Regions from separate parts of the Sus scrofa genome. Here region 2 is linked to region 1. A link is a contact called in public Hi-C data. All regions are on one chromosome and are shown on one strand. The core of a region is the stretch at or near the end of the contact, and the rest is flanking DNA. Distances in the headings are between cores, read along the strand shown. Region 1 holds the start of ZC3H7A (zinc finger CCCH domain-containing protein 7A). Region 2 overlaps TXNDC11 (thioredoxin domain-containing protein 11).

Region 1 (6,940 bases), core at 1,966-4,465:
CATTATTATGAGTACCCACGTGTAGTAAATGCGGCCCTCAGCCTCCAGCCTCTCTTGGAAATGGCAGAAACAAACAAACAAACAAACAAACAAACAAACGCGCTTGAAGTAACAGCTGGGTCCAGGCCAGCTTGCAACAGTGTGAGCTCATTGTGGGAACTCTTCCGGCAGCAGCAGGATACACTTCACCCCTCAGAGACCACATGCCCAGGGAGCGAACCCGCATTACCTGGTTCTCCCTACAACGTTCCACTGCCCTCTTGAAACTCGGACTCTCCTGCTGGATATTTGATGAGACACTTTTTCCCCTTGATGGAGAAAGAAGCCCTCCGGATGAAGGCTGTGCGAAACACCTTCAGGAAGCATGTTCCTACTTTCTGCCACCCCACCTCCGCCCGCCCCGGAGCTTTGCTCTTTGAACTTGCCCTCAGATGTGTGCAGGGTGCCTCTTAAGGAGCCCAGCCCCCTGAAGGCCCGGGAAAGAGCTCACCACACACAAGAACTCCGCTTGGGAGGGAAGATGAACAGGAAAGACGTGAAATTTTCCAGACCGTCCGCCCAGGGGCCCCAGACCCTGGGTCGGTGACTACAGAGGAGGTTCTGCAGTGCCAGATAAATATCCTGCTCCAGACTCCGGGAGTCTAATAACATGCAAAGGTTCCACTTTCTTATTTGTGAAACACAAAACTTTCAGCCTCTCTCTGACTGCCTCCATCACATGGTTCCTAAGGCTTCACAAGGTATGGGAAATTCATATGCACCGATGAACAAAACATCGCTAAACTCCCAACGAAATTAAATCCCAAATGTCTTGTTGGGGCAAAACCTAATAAGGATGAGTAGCCTGGTTTCTTTACATCAGAGGAAATTTTCACCTCACTTAATATGCTTCTGTCACGTGTGTGTGTGTGTGTGAATTAAAATAGATGTACTGTCACAAGCATACATTTTTTAACTTCTGGATCAATGTTTTACTATTTCTCCCAACTAAAAATACTATCTAAAGTTTTTCTCCCCCCCTAGAAATACTATCTAAAGTTTTGCCTTCTGAGATGTAAACACTTCACACTTTGGAGAAAACAAATTTAACTTCCGATCATAAGATCCCAGAGAAAAAGCATTTTCATTAAAAAAAAAAAAAAATTCGAGATATTATTTGGGAATCAAGTCTCCACACATCACACTTTCTCTAAAAAGCCCTTCTAGAGCACCCCCGGCAACAGGATACAGACATTCATTGGAATGTTCATATCTTTCCAACAGTCACCCTCCCTAGAGTTGACATTCTATAGTAATTGATTCTCTCTCACTTAACATTGATTTCATCCTCCCAAACTGGCAGGATTTACAGTCAATCAAGAATTGGGGACAATATGGTGCCAACCACCATTTTTACTGGCAAAAAACCCTGACAGTTATCTAAGGGCTGGAAAGGGAAATGGGTGTAGTGACGTCAGGGCATGACAGGGGCCCCCAAGCAAAAGTCAGAGTAACTTGGAGAAAGGCTTTCAGATGGCAGAGGCCCTGAACATGAGCAGGCTCGCTGTATCACACACACGCAAATATTGCAAACACGCAGCTTCAATAACTTATGATCCGACTGAGTCCAATCCTCTGCAACTATTTCCACCGTGTACTCCAGTGCACAGGAGATGACATTTTTTCCCCAAAGAAAATTCTGTCCATGAACTTGACTGCAAATGAGGACAAAATCCTCCTTAAGCCATGGGCTCGACAGTTCAGCGGAGGGTGAGAAGGAAGAGTGTCTAGGAGAGAGGAGGCCACATGCCATCAGAGAAGCAGGCAAAGAGAAAACAGATGGCAGAAGCTCCTACTACCCCTGCCCTCATTCCAATGCTCCAGCTGAACGCTGTCCAACAGAAATATGCCAGTCGTACATTTAATTTTCAATGTTCAAGTAACTGTGTTAAAAAGAAGTAAAAAGAAACCAATGACAATAATATATTTGAGTCAACCCACTATGTTCAAAACAGTATCATCTCAACCGCTATTATTTAACTTGGAAAGAATTATGAATGAGATATCTTTACTTTTTTTCCTTACTAAGCGTTCAAAATCAGGTGTGTCTTTTTCACTGGGAGCACATCTCAACTCCGTCTAGCCACATTCCAAGTGTTCAACAGCTCCTTGCGGCCAGTGGCCACCTTCCCGGGCAGGGCACCTCGAGTCTGGGCAGACCCTCGGTCCTTAAATACCAAACACGGCACCTTCTTTCATGCCTACATTCCGGGGGACAGGGAAAATACTCAACTCCCGATAAATTCACCCAATCAGGGTGCAGGCGCGACCTCTCGGGGACCAGCCGGAGCTTTCCAGCTGGACCACACCCCGGCAATGACCGTCCCCAACAGGAAATTCACGCTAATGGGAACTGACAGGTCCTCATTCTTTAAGGGTGGGGAAAGAAACCTAAAGCCTGGCCGTCTCCAGATCCACAAAAAAGATAGGAAACAATTCGCCGCGCGTCCTAGACGTGCGCCCCGCGCAAAAAAAAAGGGGGGGGGGGAACAGCCCGAAATAAACGAGCCAAGCGCACCGGGCTCATCCTTCCCGCCCCCAAACCTACGGTACTGAATTAGGGGTCCCCGATCACAGAAACAGAGAGAAATAATGAAAACAAAAAAATCCTTTTTTTTTTTTTTAGTTAAATAACCAGAGAGGAGGTATTTTGCCAACGGAAATGCACGCAAGCATGGGATGGAGGGAGCGGGAGCCCTCTACGCCCCGCTAGGGGGACACGCGCCCCCAGGGTGAGACCCCCGCCGCCCCCATCGGAGGGAGGGGACAAGGACCCGCCCGCCCGCGGAGCCCCGCGGCGGCGCGCGCTCGGACCGCCCCTCCGCAGGGGCCGCGCGCCCTTTGTGGCCGAGCCCTCCGCCCCCTCGGCTGCCGCGGGGCGGCCTTGCGCGCCGCCCCTCCCCCGCCCGGCGTCCGTTACCGGCGCGCGCGAGCACGAGGCGGCGGCGGGGGCGCGCCGGGCGGGGGCGCCGGCGGGGGAGGGGCGGCGCGCGGGCCGGGAGGGCGGCGGGGCCCGGCGGGACCCACCTACCTGCGGGGACGGCCGCGCCGGGGGACGGACAGCAGCGCGCGGTGAGCGGGCGGCGGCGGCGGCGGCAGCGGCCTGGGCGCTCGCTCTCACCTTCCCTCCGCGACCGGCGGCGGCGGCGGCTCCGCTGCGCCCGCGCGGCGCCCTCTAGTGGCCGGAGGCCGCGCCCGCCGCCCGGGAGACGCGGCCATTGGCTGCGACCGCGAGCGTCGGCGCCGGGGGCGGTGGCGGCGGCGACGCCACGTCGGGCCGGGCTGCAGAGATCCTCCGCCGTGGGTTCCGGGGCCGCCTCCCGAGCGGGAGCGCGGTCCGCAGCGGGCTGGGACCGCGGGAGGGAGCGAGTAGGGCCAAGGGATGCTCGGACGCGCCGGTGCTGAGAACTAATTCTGGGTGGACGTGCAATTCACATGCGCCGTGGGTGTTTTTTCTGGGCAGCGGCCCTGGAGCCGAAGAGCAGGGAGTTAGAACAGCGTCTACCAGGGAGCTGACCTAGTTTCGGGTATGGGGAGGCCTCCCCGGAGACACTTTATTTAGCAAATCCTAAGCCGGTGTTTCGTACTTTGCCAATTGTAACCCTTCGGAGCCTCAGAACAAGCATCGTTGTCCCCATTCCTACACCCCTACAGCAGAGGAAGGGGGGCAGAGCTCAGGAGCAGCTCTGGGTTGGACCCTGAGCGGGCCTGGCTCCCTGCCTTTCAGGTCTCCGCCCAAATGCCACCTCATCCACCTGTATTTTCAACAGCCCACTGTGCTCTAGGGCTCAGCAGTGGGCAAGGCAGGGTCTCTGTCCCATAGCGGGATGGGGAGTAGCGGTGGGGACCCTCCGAGACGCGAAGGAGACCATTTCCGACGGTGTAAACCGAGATTACAGCAGGGGAATGAGACCGTGATGGGCGGGCTTCACTTACGGTAGAGGGATGACTCTGGGAAGGTTCTGAGAAGGTGATGGCCAGGGAGATGGAGAATGTTCTCCAGGCAGAGGGAAGGGCGAGTGCAAAGGCCTTGAGGCTGGAGCTTGAACAGGAGAGTCCTCTTTGGCTGGTGGCAGGGAGGGAGGGTGGGCGGGTGATGGGGGACTTTGGAGTTTATTCTGTGTGGCACTAATGGGTCTGATTTGGGAGTGACAGGATGTGATTTGCACCTGAGAAAAGCTCTCTGGCTACTGTGCAGAGACTGAGCCATAGGAGGGGTGAGAAAAAGGGAGAAACTAGCCCGGTGACTCTGACAGTGGTCTGAGTAGATTTACAAACCAGATGTATTCATTAGCTCAGGCTGCTGTAACAAAATATGGCAGGTTTGGAGGCTTTTTTTTTTTTTTTAATTGAATTATGGTAATGTGTTAATTTCTGCTGTACAGCTAAGTGACTCATATATCCACACAGGCACACCCACATCTACATAACACGCATTCTTTTTCGTATTCTTCTCCATTATGGTTTATCACAAGATACTGAATATAGTTCCTTCCCTGTATTATCCAGTAGAACCTTGTTATTTAGCTTGTATATACTAGCTTGGATCTGTTCAACCCAAACTCCCAGTCCTCCCTTCTCCCCGCCCCCCAAGGTTAAGTCCGTTTCACCTGCTTAAGTCCGTTTTCTATGCACAGACCTGGAGGCTTAAATTAGAATTCATTTTTTCATGTTCTGGAGGTTGGAAGTCCAAGATCAAGGTGTTGGCAGGGTTGGTTTGTGAAGAGAACTCTCCCCTTGGCCTGCAGAGGACAGCCTTCTTGCCGTGTCTTCACGGGGCCTTTGCCGGGTATGTAAGCATTTCTCTTCCTGTAAGGACACCTGTCATGTTGGCTTGCCCCCCGCACCTCATGACTTCACTTAATTACCTCCGGGGAAGCCCTATCTTCTTGTTAGGGGTTAGGGCTTCACCATGTGAGTTTCGATGGACCCAGTTCAGTCCACGACACAAGGTATGTGCTGTGACAGAAACATTCAAGTAGAACTGACAGGGGCTGGCTTTAGGGGAAGCCCCTCTGAGGAAGGGGTTCTTCTGGTCACTTCAGGTCTCAAACATCTTCTCTTGGAGAGGCCTTCCCTGTCTGCCACCTAATAAAATTGCTGGAGTTCCCATTGTGGCGCAGCAGAAGCGAATCCAACCAGGAACCATGAGGTTGCGGGTTTGATCCCTGGCCTTGCTCAGTGGGTCGAGGATCCGGCGTTGCCATGAGCTGTGGTGTAGGTCGCAGACACAGCTCAGATCTGGTGTTGCTGTGGCTGTGGTATAGGCCGGTGGTCACAGCTCTGATTAGACCCCTAGCCTGGGAACCTCCGTATGCCCTGGGTGCGGCCCTAAAAGGACAAAAGACAAAAAAATAAAATAATTGCCCATTATCCCTGCCCCCTCTTGGCTTCTTTAGAGCAGCCATCGCTGACTGGAATGACCTTGTTTAATCGTTTGGGTGCCTGTGTGGGGTCTGCCTCCCCCCCAACCCCCCCACCCAGGACAACAGAGACCCTTCCCGTTTTGTTCTCTATTCCAAGCCCCCAGAAGTGTACCCCAGACACCATAAACACTTCTCAAACAGGTGCCCCGGGAACCTTGGAGCTAAGATCTGCCGATGAACGAGAGGTGCCAAGCGGCACGGGTGCATGGAGAGTTGGAACCATTTTAAGTCAGATGATGCTGAAAGGCCAGAGAGGCTGGACCACCAATAGCTGGGTGGGATCTCAGGGAGGTGAGGTAGGAGATGAGCCAAGGCCAGGCCCTAAAGGGTGTTACGAAGCTGCATGAAGGTGAACCTTATTCTGCACGGGGAGAACTTCATGGGATTCTGTGAGTTCCCTATGCAGCTGTAGCAGAGCACCGCGAACATAGTGGCTTAGGACAACACATTATCTTACCGTCCTGGAGGTCTGAAGTCTGAACTTGACCTGGCTCAAGTCACAGTGTGGGCAGGGCTGGTTCCTTCGGGAGGCTCCAGAAAAGAATCTGTTCTCTCGCCTTTCCCAGCTTCTTGGGCTGCCTGCCTTCTCCAAAGGCAGCAATGGCTAGTCAAGCCTTTGTATGCTGTGCCTCTCCCACCCTGCTTCTGATGGCACATCTCTGACCCTCCTGCTTTCTCATTTCCCTTATAAATAGCCTTGTGATGATACAGAGCCAATCCAGGTAATCCAGGATGCTCTCCATCTGTCCCTACAGAAGAGTTCTTAGGACCAGAACATTTGTATTCTAAAGACGAGAACGCAAACAAAGCCTTTATTTATTTTTTTGGGTGCCCCGCAGCATGTGGAGTTTCTGGGCCAGGGATCAGATCAGAGCCACAACTTCGACCTAAGCTGCAGCTGGGGCAACACCAGATCCCTAACCCACCGTGCAGGGCTGGGGATTGAACCTGTGTCCTGGTGCTCCCAAGACACCACTGATGCATTGTGCCACAGCGAGAACTCCAAGCCTGGTTTTTGGTTTTTTGTTTGTTTTTGTTTTTGTTCATCTTTATCAGGGCCGCACCCGCAGCATACAGAGGTTCCCAGGCTAGGGGGTTGGATCAGAGCTGTAGCCACTGGCCTACACCACAGTCACAGAACCACCAGTGCAACCTACACCACAGCTCACAGCAACAATGGATCCTTAACCCACTGAGCGAGGCCAGGGATCGAACGGACGTCCTCGTGGCTACCAGTCAGATTTTGTTTCTGCCGAGCCACGAAGGGAACTCCCCAAGCCTGTTTTTTTTTTTTTTTTTTCTTTTTTTGAGATTTCGTTTTTCCCTAACAAGGTATGTTGTGTGTGAGTTTGTGATTCCCACCTTCTTACTGGTCTTGGATTCTCCACACCTCTGCACATCGTCCTGTCACTTCGCAAATGTGTAAGGACTCAGTGAATGGGTCTCTTTTTTGGTTGCCTTAGTTTTCTTTTTAG
Region 2 (6,740 bases), core at 3,664-6,163, 110 kb before region 1:
TTGACATTAAGTGATCGCTTGGGGGAAGGGGGAGCTAGTTAGGCAATCTGAGCTGAAGGCAGGCTTGAGGCCCAGGTGGGCTGCTAAGGCATCCGTGGGAGGCAGCCAGGTTTTAGTGCAGGGGAGGAAATGCTTCTGGTCCCCACCTGGGGACCAGCAGAGGCCCAGTGGGCTGGGGTGCCCAGGACCAGGGTGTGGGTGGAAGGAGGGACAGGGGTTCTAAAGGTGCCAACTGGAAGGCAGAGAGAAAGGGTGCTTTCGAATGAAGGGCGCCCGGAAAACAGGGAAGATGTAGGCCGTCTGCTCCAGTGCCCTCGCGTTTCAGAACCTCAGGCGTTCTACCTCTCCTTTCTGCAGCCGGCAGCCTACACCTGAGGCTGGCTGTCCTTCACCCGAGGGACCGAGGAGCTCCTGGGACTGGTGTTTGCAGTCCCCGTGAGTGTGACTCTGACTTGCCTGCCAGACCCGCCTTGAACTTCTGACCGTGCCAGGGCAGTTTCGGTTTTGAGAAGACGAAGCGTCACTTTCTCCTTAGTTTCACTCCTGGAGGGTCTTCATCCCACGCCACCTGTGCCACTTGCATCAGGCCCATCGACACAGCGGCAGTGCGGGCGAGGGTCACGGGCACGGTGGGGGTCTCTGGGGAAAAGAGAAAGTGCCTGCAGAACTGGTGAACCATACATAATAGCTCTCACTGTTCTTATTTCTCAATAGCTACTTTTTTTAGCTTAGACACCAGAGCCACACACTCCAATGGCTTAGTTAAGTTATGACCTCTCATGGAATTCTTTCTGAATAGCCCGACTGTTGCATCCCAGTTTTCTGACTCGTCAATCAAGTTAACCTTTCATCACCGCAGAAGCAACAGGAGGGGGGTGGGGAGGGAACTCGACACTGAGCCACTAAAATACGGACTAATTTTTCAGACACATCTTCAAATGGACTGTGCTACTGTTTTTGCCTCAAAGCTACCAAGTTTGTGCAATAAGTGGAAGGGATGTCATCCCTGTTCAATAAAGGCTGAATGACATTCAAGGTGATTTTCTAGACCACTGAGAAAATCTTTATTTACAATAAATTTCAATAAAATTTGCATAAATATATTCCCAATGTACAGTTTTCGCCTCTGATTTCGTCATGTCATTTCAAGTTAGTCTGTCCTGTTCTCCTGGCTCCTTTCAGAGGCCAGCGTGGCGCTGACGTTGGAAGGCGGAGGGGTGCCGGCGGGCAGCCGCGGGGTGCCCGCGGGCTCGGGGTGGGCCGAGGGCGCGCGGTCCTGCGGCCGGTCCCTGCCCTCCAGCTTCCGTTCCATGGTGGCCACCAGGATCTTGAGCCACGTGTTCTCGGTGAGCAGGTTTTCCGAGGCGTCAGCCAGCTCCTGAAGCTTGCGGGCCACCTCCTCGAGCTCCCGGGTCTTGTGCTCGTACAGGCTCTGCAGCTGCTGGCTGTGCAACCGAAGCAGCCCATGCTGACGCTCCAGCGCCTGCTGCTGCTGCCGCAGCCGGTGCTCGTCCCTGCGCGCGCTCGCGAGCCGGGCCTCCACCTGCGCCTGGGCGCGCTGCAGGGCGCCGATCTCCGCCCGCAGCTTCTGGATCTCCCGCTCCAGGTGGGAGATGTGGCCCTGCTGCAGGACGGCCTCGCTCTGAAGACACTCTTTGGTAGGAGGGTGAGCCGGGTTCCGGGGCGCAGAGGAAGCAGGGTTCGAGTGATGCAGAATGAACCTCAGCAGGTTTGGAAGGGTGATGGGAAGGTCTTCGGGGTACTTCACGCTCAGGTCCTTTCTGGAGAGAAAGGGAAAGGAGTCTAAGGTGAGAGTCACACGGACATCCTTGGTCCAAAGCCAGACTGCCACCGAAGGTCAGGCTGCTCATTTCCTGCCAAGAGAAAGGCAGCACAGAAAACAGCTTCTGACAAAAAATGCTCTACCAGGCTGAGGATGTCCCGTATGCTGGTTCTGCAGTGAAGGTGACCGATCTCAAAGGTGTGTCTCTTCCCGAGGACAAAACTTGGTTTCTGTTCACAACCTTCCAAGAAAGATAGCTCCCGGCTGGCCGGGCCTAAAGCCAGGGATGCAGGGTGCTGGGAGCGCGGGCAGAGGGGCCTCTGTGTGCTCTTGAGGCCCAGGGGCATGCCAGGAAGGGTGTCCTGGAGCAGGGCTGCCACCCGTCACTGCAGCGGCCATCCACCGTGCATGGGGAGATGGGAAAAACCTCACACACTCAGCCCGGTTCTTCAGCAAGCACTTCTGACACGTTATCCAAGACAGGCGCTCTCAACAGGGGTGACTGCACCCCCTCCCCTCTGGGGACACTGAGCAACATCTGGAGACACATTTTATTATCACAATGGGGAAGGTGTTACTGGAACCCCGAGCCTTGACAAAGAGACCACCCAAGGGGCTGCCTGGCCCTGAGAGCAGAGAGAAAGGAAGGAACAGGGGGTGGTGGTGGGGTTATTCCCTAAAGCTTTGCTGCAAATCCTCATGGAGAAAACTCCTTTTTGGCACTTGTCATTCATTCGATGACCAAAATGTCTACCGCAGATATATCCCCCTGCGAGCACACGCCACCAGCCGCAACAAATCAAAACCGCCAGCTTTGTGCGTGAGCGGGGCGACCGTGTCAAGCATTAGAGTGGATCCGTGAAGGGCACGGGCTCTCGGGGCCTCCAGGGTCTTGCTCCGTCACAAGCACACCTGGACGCGTGGCTCCTCTGTGGCCCTGCACTGCCTTGTCTGTAAAGGGCGTCATAAGAATCTCACCTACCTCACAGGACGCCTGCAAGGACTGCACCAGTTACCTGAGGGCTCAGTGACTGGAGCTTTAAAAAAATCACACTGTTCCTTAAAGAAACTAACCAGAAACCCCTCATGAAAAGCTTGCCCATGCTCTCCACACACACATCCAGTGACCAAATACCCAAGAAAAGACAAAAGGGGTACTAGCAAAGGGTAGCCCTTTCCCTATGGGAAAAAAAATCACAGGGAAAAAAATCAAAACCAGATATGCCCCATTTTATGTTTATGGAAACTTTCAGGTAAATGGAAAAACTTTTAAATTGTTGGGGTAACTGTATAATCACGTCTTCCTTTAAAGCCTAGTTTTCTCAGCACGGAAGCCTTCAAGTGGGGCCTCCCAGCCATTCAATTGATAGCTAAGAACGGCCCCTTGAAGAGCGGGCGAGGACAAACACGCAGAGGCCGGATCTGCCACCAAGCTCTGCGGCACAAACTGGTCGTCAAGGACAGTCGGTGGGAAGCATGGCCGCACGGAGCTGCCGAGACCCCTCAGCGTGTGTCTCTGGGCAGAAAAGGACCCTGGTGAGCATCCTCTTCGAATCTCTGGAGCAGCCTCCATGAACCTACCCGACGGCTGTGCTAAAATGCCTCCCCACCTCTCAGGAGTGGCGAGGACATGGAGCATCGATAAACTGCTTCCAGAACAGTAAGCGTTTGGGAAGTGCAGGGGGTGCAAGGGCCCACTGTTGACTCTTCTCTAAATTCACCAGGGGCTTCCTTATGCACTCGAGCATGTAAAGGGCCAAATATAAGATGACAAAGAAGGAGACAAAAGGGACCTGCTCCAAAGAAGGGGCTGTAACACTGAGGGAGGAGTTAGGTCCTTCCCAGGGGACACATTGGGGTGATTCTCCCACCCCCTTTCTGATCTCCCGGCCAGGCTGGCCCAGGCACCTGCATTCTGCAGTATCACAGAGTGGTTCTCAGATGCACCTGCACAGGAAGGCCGGCCCTGCCAGGAGCAGGAGGCCCAGGCTGTGCACTGAGGCAGAAGACAAGTTCTTTCGGATAGTTTTTCTCTTTTATGATTATAAAATACCATGTGCTCTCCTCGGACAATGTGCAAAGGACATAAAAAAAATACAAGAGGCACCCCCCTCACCGCCTGTAACCCTCACTCCTCCAACACCATTGTCAACATTTGGACACCTTCCCTCTGCACACATTTTAACCCAGTGTGTGTGTAAACTTATATTTTACCGAAACACATGTACACTTTTATATCTTTTCACTAAAAATAACATAAGCATGTGCGCTGTGAAAAATGCCTTGCTGCAAGTTATCAGTCTTTCCATTTCCTCTCCTATGAGCCATCAGCTCACATCCTTTGCCGCTTTCTTTACCTTCTGAGTGAACTGAGCGCTTGCTTTGGACTAGCTACGGAGGTGCTTACTCCACTTGTGACTGCCATTCATTTTTAGGAAATAAGAAAAATTCCTTTCCAAAGCAGTAAGGCTTTGGTCTACTAAGCTCTCTCCAAACAGAACTGGACAGTTTCCTATTCAGTATTTACATTCTCGACTTTTCTGCTCAAGGGAAACAGGAAGGGGTGGCAGTGACCTTCCTGCAGGGTACAGAGAGTGAGCTCATCTCGGAGCTGACCGACCCCATCAGGCACACTGAGAATGAAAGGCACTCGACCCGAGCATGAAACAATTCTAGTTGCTGAGAACTTCATGGAAAAGCATGTGCGTGCGGGGTGTTGTGACTTCGACGCTTTTGCAAACTATGTTTGGAATTTGAAAATTATGCTGCATTCAAGTTCATGCCCCACCCCCGTCCACACAGATGCAACTGCTTGTGTTACTGTCCATGGTTCCTTGACTGTGTGGCATTTGAGACACTTCTTAGGAAAAAAAAAAAGGCTCATCACGGCATACTCGGCGGTGAAATTGGGTGAGCTCTGCTTTTGGTGCAGGGTTAGACAAAACCCTACTACCACTTAAATATTTCAGCCAAAATTCTTTGAGATAGAGAGGAAACGCCAAGGAAATGATTCAGTACACATAAAGGAAGCACCATCCCAGAGAAACACACGGCAGTGGCTGCAATAAGTGCTAACCGTGAGCGCAGGAGGGACGTCACTGAAAACCATCCCGCCAATGCTCTTCCCTTGTAAAGATACTGCCGGAGCCATGTGACCAGGTCCCCGAGGACCCATCCCTTTAAAAACAAAAGGGAATCTGTACAAAGAGAACAGCTGGTTTGCCAGACTTTAAAAGGCCAATGGTTAATTTCCCTTCTACCAAAACATCCGGATCCGCATTTACTAGCCACCAGGTCAGCATCCCCTTGCTAAGAGCCCGTCCCTGCTCGCTGGGCTTTCACGGGAGTTGATGGGAGCACTGGCCTCAGACAGATGTGGGGAGGTCACAGAAGTCTGTACCCTAAGGAGAAGGCTCCCTGAGGCCCCACGATCCAGGTGCAGCCGGCAGGAGAGCCATCAGCAGAGCTCAATGAGAAAAGGCTCTTGGGAAAGGGGACAGGCCGGGCCCGACCCCCTGGGAGCTCAACGAATGAGCTGCTGTTCCATCCCACGGGGCTCTCTGCTGCCAAGCCCAGCGTCCACTAGGCGCTCATGAGGCCAAGAGTATGCCTGTGCCTGTGGCCACGTTCACATCCATGTAAAACCCACATTGCAGAAGGGGCTACACCTGACAGGGTGACACTGCACCCGACAGGGTGATGAACCAAAGCCCTTTTACTCTCGGTGCCTAATGGTACTTTTTTGGAATATTTTATTCAAAATAGTTTAGCAATGACTAATGATTTATATTTCACTTCCATAAAGTACTTTATAAACTCTTTTTTTTCAGCAAAAGAACCCCACCTGCCCAAATATTGAAAACATTCAGCATTACCTGTTACAGGGAAAAAATAAGACAGTAGGAAGACGGTCAACCATAAATTCCCAAGGAAGATCATTCTGCGACACATCGATCCTGGCAAAGGAGAAACAGGAAAAGTAAAGGATCAGCCCAAGACACTCCAGCATGAAAGGATCTTCTCCGACAGTGAAGAATGCAGCATGCCCACCGTCTGTCCATGCGGCCTGGGCTGCTGCCTCGCAGAAGCGCGCACCGGGGCAGCAGGCGCGGCGCCGGCCGGAAGCACCGGTACTTTCAGGCCTTGGGTCGGTCCCCCTAACTCACCCAGCGAGACGTCACGTCCTGAGAGTAAACATGAAATTCCAAAAAAACCCCAAAAAACAAACAAACCCTCACTGACTCTTCAGGAGTCATCTACCCACCTGACAGGACCTGGGCAAGGACTGTAATCCCTGAATCCGCTCTGGAAAGAGGAAATCGTTGCGCAAGATCCATCAAGCTGGGAGTTCCTGCTGTGGCTCAGTGGTAATGAACCCAACTAGTATCCATGAGGACTCGGGATTGATCCCTGGCCTTGCTCAGTGGGTTAAGGATCTGGTGTTGCTGTGAGCTGTAGGCTGGCGGCTACAGCTCTGATTCGACCTGTAGCCTGGGAACCTCCACATGCCATGGGTGCAGCCCTAAAAAAGAAAAATAAAATAAAATAAAATAAAAATGATATAACCTGAGTTCCCACTGCGGTGCAACAGGATCAGAGGTGTCTTGGAAGTGCTGGGACACAGTTTCAATCCCTGACCTGGCACAGTGGGTTAAGGATCCAGCGATGCCACAGCTGTGGCTTAGGTGGCAACTGTGGCTTAGATCTGATCCTTGGCCTGGGAACTCCATGTGCCCCCGGGGGGCCAAAAAAGGAAAAAAAAATTTTAACTTAAAAAAAATGACATAACCAAATCATAATGGTTTTAAATAGCTTTACTAACAAAAGAGCATTCCTGCCTCTGCCTGAGAAAGCCCACCTAAAACATTAAAGTCCTATTTTTTTTTTATTATTCTTTTTTTGCTTTTAAAAAATCAGCTTCATTGAGTTAGAGGTTATATGCATGACAATGTACCAA

What was found. Hi-C and Micro-C count contacts between places; a contact is called where the count stands out from the background.
Region 2: a Hi-C map of liver shows a contact between it and region 1, with 2.5 times the contacts expected there. The contact joins the enhancer-like site here to the promoter of ZC3H7A in region 1. A contact is called at or near these places in 1 of 5 promoter capture datasets (fetal liver), 7 of 47 Hi-C or Micro-C datasets (embryonic fibroblasts, heart right ventricle, liver and 3 more) and 2 of 2 datasets of contacts at active chromatin or transcription factors (alveolar macrophages and skeletal muscle).

Annotation. Positions count from the first base shown.
Region 1 is chr3:31,328,761-31,335,700 of Sscrofa11.1, reverse strand. It overlaps ZC3H7A (zinc finger CCCH domain-containing protein 7A), which reads right to left and starts at 3,215. Exons shown (of 23, transcript XM_021086593.1): 1 at 3,071-3,215.
Region 2 is chr3:31,439,939-31,446,678 of Sscrofa11.1, reverse strand. TXNDC11 (thioredoxin domain-containing protein 11) reads right to left here. Exons shown (of 12, transcript XM_021086601.1): 11 at 5,659-5,739; 12 at 1-639. The coding sequence ends at 555. SNN (stannin) reads left to right here. Exons shown (of 2, transcript XM_005662128.3): 2 at 1-1,103. Among named protein-coding and RNA genes, the nearest start is that of SNN, 12 kb to the left of the region's middle. Within about 2 kb of position 4,913, at least 14 of the 83 cell types and tissues checked have an H3K27ac peak or open chromatin away from gene starts, as enhancers often do. A contact at or near this core is called in liver, where this site is marked.